Regions from separate parts of the Oryza sativa genome. Here region 2 is linked to region 1. A link is a contact called in public HiCAR-type data. All regions are on one chromosome and are shown on one strand. Each heading gives the region's core, a stretch centred on a gene start, on an enhancer-like site or on the middle of the called end of the contact. The rest is flanking DNA. Distances are from core to core; before and after follow the strand shown. Region 1 has its middle 3.7 kb from the start of LOC136351282. Region 2 holds the start of LOC4345738 (dormancy-associated protein homolog 3).

What was found. HiCAR-type assays count read pairs that join an accessible place to other places.
Region 2: a HiCAR-type map of leaf shows a contact between it and region 1, with 2.4 times the contacts expected there. The contact joins the promoter of LOC4345738 here to the enhancer-like site in region 1. A contact is called at or near these places in 2 of 15 Hi-C or Micro-C datasets (panicle and an unstated tissue) and 1 of 4 datasets of contacts at active chromatin or transcription factors (leaf).

Annotation. Positions count from the first base shown.
Region 1 is chr8:22,260,082-22,262,836 of ASM3414082v1, reverse strand. No RefSeq gene overlaps it. Among protein-coding and RNA genes, the nearest start is that of LOC136351282, 3.7 kb to the right of the region's middle. Within about 2 kb of position 1,251, at least 2 of the 15 cell types and tissues checked have open chromatin away from gene starts, as enhancers often do. A contact at or near this core is called in panicle, where this site is marked.
Region 2 is chr8:22,327,539-22,330,279 of ASM3414082v1, reverse strand. LOC4345738 (dormancy-associated protein homolog 3) reads right to left here and starts at 1,415. Exons shown (of 3, transcript XM_015795557.3): 1 at 970-1,415; 2 at 391-508; 3 at 1-293. The coding sequence starts at 1,258. The coding sequence ends at 266.

The DNA of each region.
Region 1 (2,755 bases), core at 2-2,501:
CACCAGCCCACGCACAAGCGCATGCGTAGCCCCTCTCTCTCTCTATCTTCCATCCTTATCTCTTTTTCTTCTCCTTCCTTATCTTCATCCTCTCCCCTTCCTTTTCTCTCACCCCCTCTCCTCCTCCCCTCCCCCTCTTCCTCTTGCAGAGGCAGCCGACGGCGGCGGGATGGGGGATGGGCGCGGGCTGGCGGCGGCCGGGCGGCGGTGGCGGGATGGAGGCGACCGGGCGCGGGCTGGCGGCGGCCAGGCGCGGGCTGGGGCTGGCGGCGGCCGGCCGGCGGCGGCGGGATTGCGGCCGGGCGCGGGCCAGCGGGATGGAGGACGGGCGGCGGCGGCCCGGCGTGAGCCGGCGGGATGGAGGCCGGTCGCCGGCAGCCTCGCCCTCCCCTCCTCCAGATCCGGCCAGAGGGGAAGCGGCGGGATGGAGGACGGCCGGCGGCGGCCCGGCGCGGGCCGGCGGAATGGAGGCCGGTCGCCGGCGGCCTCGCCCTCCCCTCCCCCAGATCCGGCCGGAGGGGAAGTGGCGAGATGGGTGGCCAGCTGGCGGCGGGATGGGAGGCCGGCCGGTGAGTCGATTTTTTTTTTGATTTTTTTTAATTTGTGGTTTGGATGTTTTGATCTGTGAATGAATTTATGAATCGATATTGTGAATGAATCTGTGATGTTGTGAATGAGTATGTGACTCGATGTTGTCAATGAACCTTTGAATCAATATTGTGAATATATTTGTGATGTTGTGAATGAATATGTGAATGGATATTGTGAATGAATTTGTGGTGAATCTGTTAATCGTGCTGTGGAGTTGTGATGTGGATTTGGGGTTTGATTTGATGATATGCATACCACTCGATTCGGGAGAAAATAAAAAAGAAAAAAGGACTAGCTGATGGACTGCCGCTACCCTCTCTTTAGTCCCGGTTGATGACACCAACCGGGACTATCTTTAGTCCCGGTTGGTGTCATCAACCGGGACTAAAGATCGATCTTTAGTCCCGGATACCGGGACTACAGGGGGTTACGAACCGGGACTAAAAAGCACTTCTCCACCAGTGCGTACACCCTATACCCCCCACTTGATTGTCTAGAATGTGGTTCGGGTCATTTATTTTGCGTCGTCAGCATTTACCAATCACCAGCCCCTACGTTATGTGCACACACATGTTGTAATTCGCCTCCCAGACATCTGCGCACGCAGTCTCGTGTCACAAAACTGTGTGCGCACGTACTACTACGCATAAACGCTGCCAGGCACGATGGGTGGAGTGGACCAAAGCTGGTGAGCAAACCGACAGGGCCCAAGCGGCCAAGCACAGGAAGGCTGCGCATACATCTACAAATTAAATAGCCAGATATTTAGACATGCACCATTGTCATCTCGTTTTTTTCAAATTTCGAGGAGCACAAATACAATAATACTATAGCGATTTTTTTTTAACTTTTGAAACGTGGTTATAAATAGGAGTAGCATTCTTTTGAAATACTATAGTAATGTTCAAGTTTAAAGTAAGGCTTGACGGGACAAGCATGTGAGCAGGTGTGTCAGTCACCGCGAACGATAGAATTGTGGCTCGTGTAATCCGGCGAGCGCAGCGCACGCAGGAATCTCCGGCGTTTTGATCTCCAGGGTCCAAGTATTTCCGCTCCGCCGCCGTAGACGATGAGCTGCATCGCACTAGTGCTCCCGTGGCATGGGCTCCGCACGTTTTTTCACCCTCTCGTTGTTCCGGTTCGCGCATGATGAATGATGATGATGTGCGTGGATAGGAGAGTCCAGGAGGGCAAAGCAAACCTTCTCTAAACTACACACTGCAGTCTGCACCCCGCACCAAGGCCCCGTTTAGTTCGCGAAATGAAAATTGTTGAGTGTCACATCGGACGTTTGACCGGATATCGGAAGGAGTTTTCAGACACGAATGAAAAAACTAATTTCATAACTTGCCTAGAAACCGCGAGACGAATCTTTTGAGCCTAATTAATTCGTCATTAGCGCATGTGGGTTACTGTAACACTTATGGCTAATCATGAACTAATTAGACTCAAAAGATTCGTCTCGCAATTTCCTCTCTAACTATGCAATTAGTTTTTATTTTTATCTATATTTAATGTTTTATGGAAGTGTCCAAAAATTCGATGTGATGTTTTTGAGAAAAACTTTTTGAAAACTAAACAGGGCCCAAAAAGAACTACACTCTGCAGTACAGACACACATCACATTCCGCATCAAGGCATGTCATGCGTAAAACGAATGCACACGCCATGAAACCTACTGTACTACTCCATCCATCCCTAATATAAGGGATTTTAACATTTTACTTACACTATTTGATCACTCGTCTTACTTAAAAAAAAATTGTGCAAATATAAAAGACGAAAAGTTGTGCTTAAAAGACTTTGAATAATAAAGTAAGTAAAAAATAAATAATAATTTTAAAATATTTTAAATAAGACGAATGGTAAAACAGTGCAAGTAAAATGTGAAAATCTCTTATATTAGAGGATGGAGGGAGTAGTGAGATGATCAAATTCGATCAATTCAGATTTCCAGGCCACAGCTGAGCTCGATGCATTCGTGCATGGAAGTTACGGCCCGACAGGCGACTTGCGATGTCGCATCTAAGCTCAGCCCACTGGCCCATGCAGTGATGAAATTGATGATGGCCCATACGGATGTCGCAGCACATATCTGGCCCAACAAACACCGCACGCACGTAAACTACGTTCTCCTAAGTTGGAAAAAGTACACCGAAGGTCC
Region 2 (2,741 bases), core at 166-2,665, 67 kb before region 1:
TATTTGATATTTCAGTGATCTATCGGCGTAGGCGCATAGTTACATAGGAAAAAAAAAACACTGCACGCATCGCCAGCGACCACCTCACACACAGACACACGGATTCAAGACACAGACACAGATTCATGAGACACAACGGATGCGTGAAGCCTCAGGCACGTCAGCTAGCTAGCTTCCTTTGTCATAGATATTCCTCTGCTCGATTGGTTATTTTGTTTTTTCAGATTTTTCAGAACTTTTTCACCACGCTGGATCGCGCTATAGTTCATCGGTCCAACGAACTGATGACCACCCTGCAAGCACAGCAAGAAGAACCAAGAGTTTCAGATCAGAGCCAACCAACCATGGCGGAACTGTAACCTTGCAGAGAGAGAAGGGAAGAGTGCGAACCAGTCGTAGACGGTGGGGCTTCTCGGCCCGACGGCGGCGGCGGCCTCCGGCGCGGCGTCGGTGGCCGTCTTGGGTTTCCGGCGAAGCCTCCTCCAGCTGTCCCCCTTGGGCGTAGTAGCTGCACCACCGAATCAAATTTCACAAACACGTCAGGCACATGCATCAGTTCCCATTACTTTCTTAATTTCTGAATTCAATATTAACCCTGTACTATCAGACTACTACGATCCACCATTTCTTGATTAGATGAACTCCACAGATAGCATCAATCAAGAACAGATGAATGAACTCCGTAGATCTGTATTCTGTTGACTGCATCAGCCGCACTCAAGGCATAAAGCATAAAAAGCAACAAACAATTTTGATGATTTTTTTGTCTCTCTCCCATTTCCATGGAAAAAGCTCACCAGATTGACACGCAACCATGGTCTCTCGTCGCATCGGGATCCAATCCCCCAACCAACCAACCACGAACGCAGATCTAGAGTTCTACAGTGCATCGATGCGAGGGCGGCTCTACTACACGCCAATCCAGAATCCAAGAGAGAGAAAGAAAAAAAAAACAGAGGAGACCCCCACCTGACGCGAACGGGGAGTCCGGCGCGCTGGCTGGGGAGGACGGCACGGACGAGCTGTACTCGCCGCCGCCGCCGCGCGGCGACGGGACGGACAGCGACGGCGGCCGGACGATGGTGATGCTGCGCGTCACCGTCGCGGCCGGCGCATCCGGCGGCGCCGTCCCGGGGGCGGCGGCGGCGGCGGAGGAGGAGGAGGGCGAGAAGGAGGAGTACTTGCGGAGCTTGCCGAGGCCGGAGTCCGGGCGCGGGCCGGCCACCGTCTCGTCCCAGAGCTGGTCAAGGAGCCCCATGGGCGTTCGTGCGCGCGTGCGTAAGATTTGGTTCCCGCGTAGTACGTATTACCAGGCGTATGTGCGCGGCCGGAGTCGTCGCCGGCGACGAGTCGACGTCGTTGGATGGTGGCGAGGGCGAGGGCGAGGCAAGGTGAGTGATCCGTTGGAGTTGGAGGAGGATGGGTGGATGGGGAGGGGAGGGTTTTTATAGAGGAGAGAGGTGAGGGGAGGGGAGTTGGAGAGGATTCCGCCGAGATATTAGGGGGCTTGGTGTAATTTTGGATAGGGGAGATAATAACAGGTGGTTGTGTGGATTTTCACCTCTTTCCTGGCTCCACGGCTCGGCTCGGCTCGGCTCGGCAAGCTCAATAATTTTTTTCGAGCGGTACAGGATGGATACTGTCGGATCACGTACGTCATTTTTTTTTATCCATAAAAATTTTGCAAGGATGCCATTTTAATGGCAGTTCTAATAGCATTTTTGCAATTTTTTAGTAGCAGTCTTACAATAACGATTCAAAATAGTGGTGAATTTACAATTGCCCCTAAAAATTAAGAAAGGTTAAGCTCAATGACGATATTTTAAAAGGCGTATGAGGGTATATCTAATATTGGAAAAAAGAAAACGGAAGATAATGAATTTTATACTGGTTGGTTCAAGCGGTCAAGCATCCGAAATGGGGTAATAGCCATAATCTAGTTTATATGTACAGCTGCTATGAGATGTGTTACACCGATTATAAAGGAAGAGCAAGCTAGCTAATTTGGCCTACCAGCTTACCTTCGGTGAGGACTAAACTAGCAACTTGTAATCAAAGACTAGATTTAGGGTTTCCTCCCGATTGATATTCGATATGGGATATGGCTTGTGGTTACGGTTTATGATCCAATGCACTCTCCTCCCTAGGGGCTTTGTATTTATACGGACAAACAACCTCTTGTCTAAATAGAACTCGTGATTCAAATAGGCTATGAACAGATAAGACTTTGTAGCATACGGATCAGAGTCTGACATCTATTTTTGAACATACTCTTCCATAAAGGACCAGGTATACGTTATTCCCGGTAGTCATAAATATAGGTATAAGAAGTATACTTTTCTGTAACACTGACTCTGTCATTTCTCATAAACGAATAGTACCCGTGAAATAATTACTTATTATGTATCCTCTCCCATATTTGTTGCTCACTTGCTCGGAGTTGGAATAGAGAATATATAGTACTCCCCCATCTCAAAATAAGGTAATCTTTATCCCATACTAAATTTATCTTTGAGCAATCATTGTATTGAAGTTTGTGAAAGAATGGAACAAATACTAGAACTGAATTAAGTGAAAAACAATTGTATTGGGATTTAATAGTGGAGGGTGTTCTTATCATTTTGCTTTTACATTGGTACGTGCGGAATGGGTGAAAAATAAAGTTATTTTACGACGGAGATAGTATTTGATAACTTATTACTTATCATGTATCATATCCTATATTTTCCCCCTTTGAATCA